Linked DNA regions of Capra hircus: region 2 is linked to region 1. The links are chromatin contacts, called in public Hi-C maps. All regions are on one chromosome and are shown on one strand. Each heading gives the region's core, a stretch centred on a gene start, on an enhancer-like site or on the middle of the called end of the contact. The rest is flanking DNA. Distances are from core to core; before and after follow the strand shown.

Region 1 (6,263 bases), core at 2,408-4,907:
CAGGTGTTTGCTGTTTTACTGTGGCCTCGAAGATGTCTCAGAGCAATTTGAGCTTTCGGCGAAAAGGGAGACTCCTAGCACCAGGAGAAGCAGGCAGTCATTGAGGCCACCTCCAAGCTGGATGGAGAATGAGTCAGCCTGGCGGGTGGAGGGCAATGTGAAAACACCTCCAAATTTCCTGACCCCTCCTAGACAAGCTGCAGGTGGCCCCCACCCAGGCCTTCACCTGAACTGCATTCCAAAGACATCAGGGATGCCAGCACATGTGGGAAGGACGCCTGAGAGCAGATCCAGGGCTCCGCCTCCCTGGGGCCAGCTAAGGAGTTGTTTAGAGGTTGAGGAGGAAGGAGGTTCCTCTCCCCCACCCTCCTCTGCCTGGCCGGTGGAAGGAGAGAATTGCCAGGCTAGAGCTGCCCGACTTCTCAAATTGAGAATTCAGGATTCTTCTTCCCAGTTCCTAAGTTTGCTAAACAGCACCACCTACCGTCTCAAAAGTCGAGAAATGGGAGAGAGCCGATGCGTGTGAGCCTGGGAGAGTCCCGTTTAGAGAGGAAAGAGTTTCCCTCCCACTGCACCCATGAGCCTAGTGGGAGAAGCAAAGATTGAGCAGGACAACCGGGCAGGCCATGGAGACGGCTCCGTGTCCCCTGCCTCAGTTCAGTGCAGTTCAGTTCAGTCGCTCGGTCGTGTCCGACTCTTTGTGACCCCATGAATGGCAGCATGCCAGGCCTCCCTGTCCATCACCATCTCCCGGAGTTCACTCAAACTCACGTCCATCGAGTTGGTGATGCCATCCAGCCATCTCATCCTCTGTCGTCCCCTTCTCCTCCTGCCCCCAATCCCTCCCAGCATCAGAGTCTTTTCCAATGAGTCAACTCTTCACACAAGGTGGCCAAAGTACTGGAGTTTCAGCTTTAGCATCATTCCTTCCAAAGAAATCCCAGGGCTGATCTCCTTTGGAATGGACTGGTCAGATCTCCTTGCAGTCCAAGGGACTCTCAAGAGTCTTCTCCAACACCACAGTTCAAAAGCTGCCTACTCCACTCCAACCCCTCCTCCATCAAAACCCACCCTTTTCCCAAAGCTTGATGCTCACCTCAACTGTGCTGTTGGAGAAGACTCTTGAGAATCCCTTGCACTGCAAGGAGATCCAACCAGTCCATCCTAAAGGAAATCAGTCCTGAATATTCATTGGAAGGACTGATGCTGAAGCTGAAACTCCAATACTTTGGCCACCTGATGTGAAGAACTGACTCATTTGAAAAGACCCTGAGTCTGGGAAAGATTGAAGGCGGGAGAAGGGGATGACAGAGGATGAGCTGGTTGGATGGCATCACCAACTCAATGGACATAAGTTTGAGTAAACTCCAGGAGTTGGCGATGGACAGGGAAGCCTGGCATGCTGCAGTCTGTGGAGTCACAAAGAATTGGACACAACTGAGTGACTGAACTGAACTGAACTGAATGCTCACCCCATCCCCACACCAACCACATCAGCGATACCCAACATACTGTTGATAAGACAGGTCCTAAACCCAAATTCTATCATTGAACTTCTGCACTTTCCTGGTGGGAAAGGGTGGTTAGCAGTGAAGGGACTCGTAGGGTAGACCGCCTAAAAGTTCTCATGGACAATGTGTTGTTGCCCAGTAACTTTTTTTTTTAGTAGTGGTAAAACACACATAATACTAAATTTACATTTTTTAAAACAATTTTCTTGGAGTATAGTTGATTTACAATGCTGTGTTAGTTTCTGCTGTACAGAAAGATGAATCAGCTATACATCTATATATATCCACTAGTTTTTAGATTCTTTTCCCATATAGGCCATTACAGAGTATTGAGAAGAGTTCCCTGTGCTATATACAGTATAAAATGTACATGTTTTAAGTTGTACGGTACAGTAGTCCAAGGGGCTTCCCGAGTGGAGCAGTGGTAAAGAATCCTTCTGCCATTGCAGGAGATGCAGGAGACTCCAGTTCAATCCCTGAATCAGGAAGATTCCCGGGAGGAGGAAATGGCAGCCCACTCCAGTTCTTCCCTGGAAAATTCCAGGGACAGAGGAGCCTGGCGGGCTACAGTCCATGAGATCACAAAGAAGCGGGCACAACTGAGCACCAGCAAGCAAGTCCAGTAGTGTTAAGGACACTCACATTCTTGTGCAACCAGACTCTATAACTCTTTACATCCCTACCCTTGTATCATTTTTAATATCATTCTCCTTCTAGGTCTAACATCTATTCCCTGTCTCATAGCTCAAGTTCCTCTTGATTCTGAAAAAAATATATATGATCTTAAGATTTTTAAAATATTGTTTATTTATTTATTTGGCTGTGCCGGGTCTTTGCTGCTGCACGTAGGATCTAGTTCCATGATTAGAGATTTAACCAGGACCCCTGCTTTGGCAGTGTACTAGCCATTGGACCACCAGGGAAGTCCCAACATTTTTTTTTTAATTGATGCTATGAATTCCCATGCAAGGGCCCAGGAATCCTGACCCTCAGAAGTAGCTGACTTTGTCTCTAAGGGAGGAGTCAGGAAATGAAGACCATACTTAGGTACCAACCCAATACCCCAGTAGATTGGAGCTGCTGCAGACAGCACAGGTTTCTGCAGACTGCCCTATCCCAGGAGGCATCTTCTGGTCCTAATGTTCTAAGGAGCAAGGAGGCCATTAGTTAATAAAAATGCTATCACAAATACTGGAGAAATAATCTTATGTGCCAGTCACAGGTTTGACAGCACAAATATGTTCCTTGAGCTGCTGCTGCTGCTGCTAAGTCGCTTCAGTCATGTCCGACTCTGTGCGACCCCATAGACGGCAGCCTACCAGGCTCCCCCGTCCCTGGGATTCTCCAGGCAAGAACACTGGAGTGGGTTGCCATTTCCTTCTCCAGTTCCTTGAACTATTATACGTTAAATTGGCAAAGTTAGAGAATAAAGCAAAATAAATACAAACTGCAGCAAGAAGTATAAAGCCAGCAAGAAGTAAAGGAAATGAGGTGTTTGCGGAGGAGGGGAGACCTTACTTTGCAGATTGTGAGTATTAGTCGCTCAGCTCTGTCCGACTTTTTGCTACCCCATAGATTGTAGCCCGTCAGGCTCCTCTGTCCATGGGCTTCTCCAGGCAAGAATACTGGAGTGGGTTGACATTCCCTTCTCCAGGGGATCTTCTTGAACCAGGGATGGAACCCTGGTCCCCAGCCTTGCAGGCTGATCTTTACCATCTGAGACACCAAGGAAGCCCATACTTTATAGGCTGGTTACCTAAAAACCCTTGAGTGTGTTGAGGGAGAGGAGTGGGGGGCGGGGGGCAACATTTAAGCTGAGAGCTGGAGGCCATACGATGAGAAAGAACAGACCTTGCAAAAAGCAGAGAAAGCAGGAGAGACTGCCAAGGCCCTGAGAAAGGAAGGCTTGTTTATACTGGAGGAACTGGAAAAAGACCGGTGAGGCTGGACCGTGGTGAGAAAGCGAGAGAATGGCGCTTAGATCTCAAATCACGGGACGGGATAAGGGTTCTTGTTAACACCTCCACGTCGAGAGAGGAGTAGGCTGCCCAGGAAGACTCTAGTTCCCAGGCAGGAGGAGAACCGCGAGCGAAGGCGAAGCCTGCTGGGGGCGCTCACGAGCAGTCCCGAGCCCGTCCTCCACCAGGGCACCTACCCCCATAGCACCGCTGATCGGCCCTCCAGCCTCGTCCGGGACGCGAGCCCCAGCCTTCGAACAGGGTCCCAGACCTATTCCTAAGTAGAAAACGCCTTTCTCCCAGCCCTCGGCTCCCTTCCACCCGCCAGCGGGTGGTTGGGCCGGTAACCCCGCCACCCGCCACCCGCAGTCGGATGCTCTGTTCTGGGGTACCTTCCAGTTCTTCCAGGGTCCTCTCTGGTCCTGGGGCCTCCTCGCTTGCCCCATCACAGAACCCCATCCTCCACTTTCCTCAGCCCAAGTTGGGGGTCCTCCCAACCCTGCCTCCCTCCAACACACACACAGACAACCGGGATTTGGAGGCGAGCCTTGGGGCCATCTCTACCTACGGAGGACTGGGTTTCCCACAAGCAGCGCCCCGTTCGGGCTTCTCCTGGTACATTTGCAGCCATTTGCAGCCACTTGCCGCCCATTGAAAATCGGGAACAACCTCGCAGGTTTTCTTTCAGTGGAAGGTCTTGCTGGACCTACAGCCAATGTAAAAAGGGAGAAGGCAGCCCCAGAAATGCTGGGAAAGCTCAGGGCACGCAATCACAAACTGCTGGACTCGGCGCCCGCAAGCGTGAGTAGAGACTAGGGGACACTCATCCCTGGATCCTTTGGAATCTTCTGGAATCCTGGCGCGTCCTGGCGGGGATAACCTTGGAGTCTCAGGGCACCGACAGAGGTGAATTCACTTGAAGACCAAGACTCCCCGGATGGCAGATGTAGGAGGGAAAGATGAGCACACCGTGGAATACTTCCTCCCTGGCTCCCTGACCCCCAACACTCATACATCAGGCAATTGAAGATGCCTGGGCCAGTGGGGTCCACGGGAGGAACCTGCCTGGCGCCAGGGAAAGCAGAACCGCAGTGTCGGTGCAGAATTGTCAGCCCCGGAGTCTGAAACCTGGCCTCCAGGCAGTCTCGCCAGACACAGACTGTGCATTTTATTTTATGTGCAGCGCAGCACAGGGGATCTTAGTTCTCCCACCAAGGATCAAACCGGTGCCTCCTGTGTTGGGAACCCGGAGCCCTAACCACTGGGCAGTCAGAGAAGTCCCAACCCGCTACCCTAGAGCTGTTGGTGGTGCCCACCTTCTCCAGTAGGGTTTTCCAGTCCTAAGAAAGCCTGTGGACCCATCGCTCCCTCTTCTGGTTCCTTCATCTCCTTGTCCTGATCTCTAAGCAGAGGGCTGTATCTGCTGGGCGGGGAAGGCAGGGGAGGGGAGGGTGGGGGCTTGGGGGGCAAATAGTTGTGCAGCTCTTAATTCTCTGCAAGGCAGGCGGTACACCTGGCTCCGGGCTCATGGACCCTGGAGGCCCCTCTAGACCCTAACAGTCTCCCTCTGGGCTCTGCTCTGGGTGCTTATTACCTCCTGGGGGTTGGGGGGCAAGAATGAAGGGGTAATGGAAGCAGCCTGCCTGGGGGAAGGCAGCACCCCGAAGCAGGGGTCAAGGCACCAAGGCTGGTCTGCAGCTCTTGTCAGCTGTGTGACCCAATCTGGACAGGTTACTGGTGCTCACCAATACTGTAAACAAGGATGATAATAATAATATTAACTTAACCTGCTTGAAATGAGGATTAAGTGAGAAGATGGACCTAAAGTGCTTAAATAGTGCAGCTCCAGGTAGCATTCCACAACCATCAGCTATGATAGTAAAGGTCATTGTTACAGTCTGGACTCCTTGGAAGAACCAGATGCATTCACTGACAGTTTACTCAACCCAAGCTCCCATGTCTCCAGTGTCCTACGCTGCGTTTCAAAGAAAGACTGGCTCCCAGGAATAAAAAGTGAAAAAATATTTCTTCCCCTGTTATCACCACCCAGAATGAAGAAATCCAAATGGAAAAATTGCCCACCTCCTACTGTTCCTAACAAATCATTATTTTCAGTCTTTCATATTACTCCTGGCTTATATGCATGGAATTCTGTATTCTTATTACTTATTATATAAGTATTTCACTGGTTGCATGTAAGTGTACTGCTGCTGCTGCTAAGTCGCTTCAGTCGTGTCCGACTTTGTGTGACCCCATAGATGGCACCCCACCTGGCTCTCCCGTCCCTGGGATTCTCCAGGCAAGAATACTGGAGTGGGTTGCCATTTCCTTCTCCCATGCATGAAAGTGAAAAGTGAAAGTGAAGTCATGTCCGACTCCTAGCAATCCTGTGGACTGCAGCCTGCCAGGCTCCTCCATCCATGGGACCTTCTCGGCAAGAGTACTGGAGTGGGTTGCCATTGCCTTCTTACCTGGTATTAATAATGATCATTTTAATGAATGCATAATATTCCACTAAGTTGATATGATTCCTTCACTATATCCATATTGTTCAGCTCTTAAGATGTTCACAAACTTTCATTAGTAATGCCGCTATGTAATCTTTGTTAATAAAACTTTTAAAGTAAAAGTTCAAAATAACTTATTTTAGGGAGTTCCCTGGTGGGCTAGTAGGGCTTCCCAGGTGGCTCAGTGGTAAAAAAAAAAAAAAAAAAAAAAAAAATCTGACTACCAACGCAGGAGATGCAGGAGACACAGGTTCGATCCCTGGGTTGGGAAGATCCCCTGGTGTAGG
Region 2 (6,263 bases), core at 1,848-4,347, 64 kb before region 1:
AGCATCTTCTCTTTGTCTTCCACGTACTTGGCTGGCACAGATGGGGAGGCTTCAAACAGCTTGAAGCTGAAATAACCAAAATGAGGGTCTGGTCTCAGTACCTCAGGGAGACAGCTCTTTCAAAGCGCAGAAGATAGGCAAGCTATGCTAGTCTTTCAGGAACACACAAGCCTGCTGGGTAGCAACTTTATTCAGGTACCAAGAGAGATCAGGGAGAGTCTCCTGCAGGAGAGGTGAAGGGCAAGAGAGTGCGGAAGGGCACTAACGTCTACTGACAACCCTGCCCGCCCCACCATCAGCCCTCATTCTGAGTGAGTGCTTTACAAAATGTTCTTTAATCTACTCAACAGCCTGTTACGTGCATTTAAGAGTCGAAAAAACTTGCCCACAGTCATCCACCTTAGAAGTGACCAAGCTTCAAACTCAAGGTCATTCGACACTGACAGCCTTTGCTTTCTACCATATTTGTCAGAACAAAAAGAAAAGAACACAGCTACTTATTAAATAAAAAAATTAACTTCTAACTCCAGCTCTGTCAGTTTGCTCATACTCTTTCAGCTCTAATCACACACAATGTGATCCTGCTGAGGCAGGGCTGTGGCATTTAGTCAAGCAGGCCTGAGTGGTAGAACCCAGAAGCCCCATGCCAAAGCTGATACTTAACCCTCCTACAGCATCAGGCTGCTATGACAGCGAAGGGGTTTGAAAATGATACAACATTCTAGAAACGTAAAATGGGATTCACCCGACCAGCGCCAGGCATAGGAGGAGAAGTCCATCCTCGTAGAATGGACTTGGTCAAAAAGAGACAGCCAGAAGTAAAAGGATTCAGGTCTGAACCCATGCCACCCCCGTGTCTCCCCCAGGCAGGTACCTGCTACAGTAGGTCTTTACCAGATCCACCAAGCACAGAGATGGCACATCCAGCCCCAGGAGCTTCACTATCTGCATGTAGGTTCCAGAAAACACATCCAGATCTGCATACAGCAGGGTGCAGATGGTCCCCATGGTCAGGGGCCAGTTACGCTGCCGGCAGGTGATTAGGACGCAGCAACCAGCCAGCACCTCCTTCTTCTGCAGCCTGGCTGTGCGGATGCCAGCGAGCTGGTGTGCCTGTTGGTAGTAGGCAACTGCCGTGTCCTCAAATGTTGGTGGCAGCTGCAGCACTCGACAGAGGTCTCTCACTCGGCGAAGACCTAGGAAAACCCACGGCAGGAGTTAGAGACATTTCCAACAATATGTTAACAGGATCAGACAACTGGATTGAGTGGGGTTTATCCCAGGGATGCAAAGATCAGTGTGATACACCACATGAACAAACTGAGAATAAGCCATATGATCATTTCAATACATGCAGAACAAGTTTTTGATAAAATGCAACATCCATTTACAATAATAATAATAATAATAATATCTCCAGAATGTGGGTCTAGAGGGAACAACATATAATAAAGGTCATATACGACAAACTCACACTAACATCATACTCAATGGTGAAAAGCTGAAAGCATTTCCTATAAGATTAAGAACAAGACAAAGATGCCCACACTCGTCACTTTTATTCAACATAGCTTTGGAAGGTCTAGCCATAGCAAACAGAGAGGAAAACTAAAAGGAATCTAAATTACAAAGGAAGTAAAAACGTCACTTCATATCATGTTTGCAGATGACATGATATTATACGTGAAGGAGTCAAAGGAGCTCCCAGCAAGTTCTGTTAAACTCACCTCAGATACCACATGCACAAATAATGGACCTTTCTACAATGATAAGAGTGACACTTGGTAAGGCCATTGGAAAAGCACAAAGACATTTGTGGAAAGAAGTCAACACTTCAGTGCCTCATCTTTTGGAAGCTGGTTTGATTTGTGACCAAGCTTTGACCTGGGTTCCTCGAATCTACCTCAAACATACGCAAGCAGACTTAAACCTTCCACCTAACTGCTACCTCTCTTAGAACCACCTCAATCCTTTATTTCTAATTACCATTCTCTTCTTCTCTACCTTTACATAATAATGCTGAAAACAGAAAAGACAAGCAGACGAGCTGGACCATAAGGAGAATTTTCTTTAAAGCCACTGTGTCATAAAAGGTAGATTCTCACCTCGTTGCTGGCTTCGACTAACTTGTTCGTTTTCCCCGGTGCTTCGAGAATATGTTACTTCTGTAAGATAATGGACAAAAAATAGCTTGTTTAGTCTCTATTCACCCACCCCTGCCCTCCCACCACACAAAACCAGGGAGCAGAATCCAAATCATCAAATATCCACTCCCCAGCTCACAGAAGGTGCTCATCTTTGCAGGTAAAAGGTCCATCTGGTTTTCTATAACCACAAGCAGTACCAAATACACAGAAAGCTTTAGAAGATTAGGACTAGCATTAAAGCAGTTCCAAGTGTTCCAAATTTCCAGCCACCCCTCCTGTACATTCAATTCAGGCAATTTTCCTGCCTGTAGATTTTGAGGGCTGCACTGGTCAGGGACTTTGAACACAAATGAAAAAAAGAAAAGTAAGTTTTTGCCATTTAGTTTTCAAAACTGCTTCGGGGTAGTAGTATTTCCCGCATTCTCACAACACTGACCTATTGATATAATGCTTCCAAATAGGCAAATTAGGTAAATTCAGTGGAACTTTGTTTCTCTCTGTTTCATTTACTACATGTAACAGATATGGTGCTAAGAAAACAGATAATGGCAGCCCCTGATCTGCAGTTCACTCGTTCACTTTCACTGTTTTCTCCCATATCTAAGTGTGCTCATGACAGGGAGACGGCAAGAGATAAGAAGCATCTGACGTCAATCCCTCCATCGCCCCAGGCTGTATCCATGGCCTCCGAAAAGCCCTCACAGGTACCTCGGAGATTGCCCTCGTCACTGAAGGTGGTCGTAAGAACGCCCTCGGTGACCACGCAGCCGCAGTCGGAGCACACCAGCTGGTTCTGGGAATAGTGCGAGTCTTCCACTAGCTCAGCGGAGCCGCAATCGGGACAGCGGCCTCCACCCGACATCGTACAAGCGGTCCAGAGCCCAGGCAGCTAACCGCCCCTACCGCCCACAGCAGCAACTGTGCCGAAACAGGAAGTAGGAGCGGAGTCTTGTATGGTTGCACCTTCCTCTTCCGGCCAGCGTAACAGCCGAACTGTAGGTACCTTCTCCGCGGCTTCCGGTCCGTTCCTCTGCGGACTCGGGTAGAAACGTGATCGAGGAAAGGAGGTTCCTGGTCTGGACTGTATCTTCGGATTCCCCGCCATCTGTACTTAGTTTGAGGTTGGCTGTCTAGGCTCTTGAGTGAGCTTTCTACCGCTGTGGACGCGCGTAACAAACAAAAAACTGTTGCCAGCCACAAACAATTCTTTCTAAAGCGCCAAGGGTATCGCCGACTCTCCTTTTTCTCTTCAATTCAGTTTAGTTCAGTCGCTCAGTCGTGTCCGACTCTTTGCGACCCCATGAATTGCAGCACGCCAGGCCTCCCTGTCCATCACCAACTCCCGGAGTTCACTCGGACTCACGTCTATCGAGTCAGTGATGCCATCCAGCCGTCTCATCCTCTGTCGTCCCCTTCTCCTCCTGCCCCCAATCCCTCCCAGCATCAGTCTTTTCCAATGAGTCAACTCTTCGCATGAGGTGTCCAAAGTACTGGAGTTTCAGCTTTAGCATCATTCCTTCCAAAGAAATCCCAGGGTTGATCTCCTTCAGAATGGACTGGTTCGATCTCCTTGCAGTCCAAGGGACTCTCAAGAGTCTTCTCCAACACCACAGTTCAAAAGCATCAATTCTTCGGCGCTCAGCTTTCTTCACAGTCCAACTCTCACATCCATACATGACCACAGGAAAAACCATAGCCTTGACTAGACGGACCCTTAATAAATGTTGATTCTGGCCATAGTACAAAATTTGTGGCCTAAAAGGGAGAGTAGTGTATTGAGAGAGCAGGAAATTGTGTTCTTTCCAAAGCAGCTTCCCTACAAGCACGTTGTTTCCTCTCTTTGCAGAGTGACAACCTGGGAGGCTTCCAGAGACTAGGCAAGAAATGTCTAAGGGAGTTGGAGAGAAAAACTATGGAGGTTAGTGAGGCCCTTGGCAGTCTGAAGAATTTAAGCAAATTGAGATGTTTTTAAAACCTTAAGCTTTAAGATGCTCCAAGATTCTAGCTCCGAAGTTCCTGGTGTGGTATAGTATAGATCAAAGAATCAAGCAAAAATGTGCCTCTAGTAATGTTCCAGAAACCAAGCTCACAAATGAGAGATTTTGTATGTCATGTTTGAATATAACATAAGTGTCAGCAAAGAGGATGTGTTTTCTCATAAGTAAATCCCAATTGCACTCATCAAGAATAAAGGTTTTCAGGAATTCCCTGGTAGCCTAGTAGTTAGGACTTTGTGCCTTCACTGCTGAGGGCCCAGGTTCAATCCCTGGTCAGGGAACTAAGATTCCACAAGCCATGTGGTGTGGCATAAATACATAAATAAATAAATGTTTTTTAACACTTTAAAGTTTTAGAGTCAATTATGTTTGAAAAATAAGACAATTGAGTTAAAGTTACAAAGAACTGTGGCCAGTCCCTCTGACTCCAAGAAAACAGACGGGCGTTATCACAGCCTGTGCTGAAAGTATGTGGGGAATTTCTGCTTCTCTGTTTGATCTTGGAGAATTTCAGGCAGTCTCTGGCATTAGCAGATTTTAGAAGATGTTAGTTTCAGACAGTGCAATCGACATCCTTACTGGGAGGGTAAAGTGAAAGTGAAGTCGTTCAGTCGTGTCCGACTCTTTGCGACCCGTGGACTGTAGCCCACCAAGCTCCTCTGTCCGTGGGATTCTCCAGGCAAGAATACTGGAATGGGTTGCCATTTCCTCCTCCAACTGGGAGGGTAAACATGTCCCTAAAAGGAATATAACTGGCCCTGGGAGTATGTCTTTACATTCCCATAGAGAACAGTATCCAAGGCCGCTCATCCCAGTTTTGTGCAGATCATGAACTTAACTGCATTTTTTTTAAAAAAGTGGGATTTCACTACAGAGTCATCTACCCATGACAGAAGCCCTGAAATTCTGCTTTCCCTGACATTTCTCATAGTAAAGTGGAAGAGCAGTTTTATGATCCGGCAACTCTGGGCCTTCCAAGGTGGCACAGTGGTAAAGAATCTGCCTGCAATACAGGAGACGCAGGAGACTCGAGTTCAATCCGTGGGTCAGGAAGATCCCCTGGAGGAGGAAATGGCAACCCACTCCAGTATTCTTGCCTGGAAAATCCCATGGACAGAGGCGCCTGGCAGGTTTATAGTCCATGGGGTCCCAAAGAGTCAGTCATGATTGAGCACACACACAGCTAGCAACTCCAGGGTTGGAGAGGTAATTCTCTTCCAGCTGCAAGTGTGTGATGCTCTCAGAGAGCCTCACCCTCAGACGCAAACAGGCAGGGAGGTAGTCAGGACCCAGGCCAGAAGATGGCGCGCTCTCCTAAGACATGCAAGTCTAAGGTTCACGTTCTCATGAAGAAAACCATTTATTTAGGAAATTAATTTGTCTTCCTCTGGGAAATCAGGACATACATATCATCCTTGGTGCCTTTCCTTCCGATACAAACTCTACTAAGATTTAGGGCTGCCCTGGTGGCTCAGACAGTAAAGACTCTGCCTGCAATGCAGGTGGCCCGGGTTAAGAATTAAGTGTCCTTCAGTGACAGTGATGATCTGTTTAACAGATGCTTCTCAAAGCCTTCTCCCCAGCTCCTCCCCAAGCCTGTGAAGCTGGAGCCATGTTTCTTGTCCCTAAAGCCAGAGCCCACAGGGTACTTGGCACATCAGCTTTTGGAATGCTGAGTGCCCAGATGGGCTGGATTAGAGCAGAAAGCTACTGAGGAGTGAAGGTCATTGGAAAAGATGCCTCAGACATGGTCCAGATATGAAATTCTGACCTCAAGACCAGAGTTCTTTCTGGAGAGGAGACCAGAGAGGAAGGCCGATGGAAGGCCTCTGCCCTGTCATCTCTGGTTACATGTGTGTGTTCGTTAGTGGTCTGCCTGTCTGACTTTGTTACAAGTCTCCCTGGGAATGACCTGGCTGTCTCATCCCTGTGTCCCAGGAATGCCTGTTACACCAAAAGGCTGTTCAGCTCCTGTGGACACCCGTCCTGGGTAGGCCTATCAGAGGCCACACATAGATGGAATTCCTCAGTGGCAGGATCATTTTTAGTCTGGAGTGAGTAACTGGGGGGAGGTGGGGTTGGGCTTCTCTCAAGGCCTCACCCCGGGCTTCTTCCAGCT

Evidence for each region. A called contact is a pair of places that touch in the nucleus more often than the background predicts.
Region 2: a contact with region 1 is called in a Hi-C map of blood, with 8 times the contacts expected there. The contact joins the promoter of BRF2 here to the enhancer-like site in region 1. A contact is called at or near these places in 3 of 5 Hi-C or Micro-C datasets (blood and liver).

Annotation. Positions count from the first base shown.
Region 1 is chr27:12,497,410-12,503,672 of ARS1.2, reverse strand. No RefSeq gene overlaps it. Among named protein-coding and RNA genes, the nearest start is that of GOT1L1, 12 kb to the right of the region's middle. Within about 2 kb of position 3,657, at least 1 of the 5 cell types and tissues checked has an H3K27ac peak or open chromatin away from gene starts, as enhancers often do.
Region 2 is chr27:12,560,800-12,567,062 of ARS1.2, reverse strand. It overlaps BRF2 (transcription factor IIIB 50 kDa subunit), which reads right to left and starts at 3,097. Exons shown (of 4, transcript XM_005698825.3): 1 at 2,856-3,097; 2 at 2,106-2,165; 3 at 875-1,196; 4 at 1-66. The coding sequence starts at 3,009.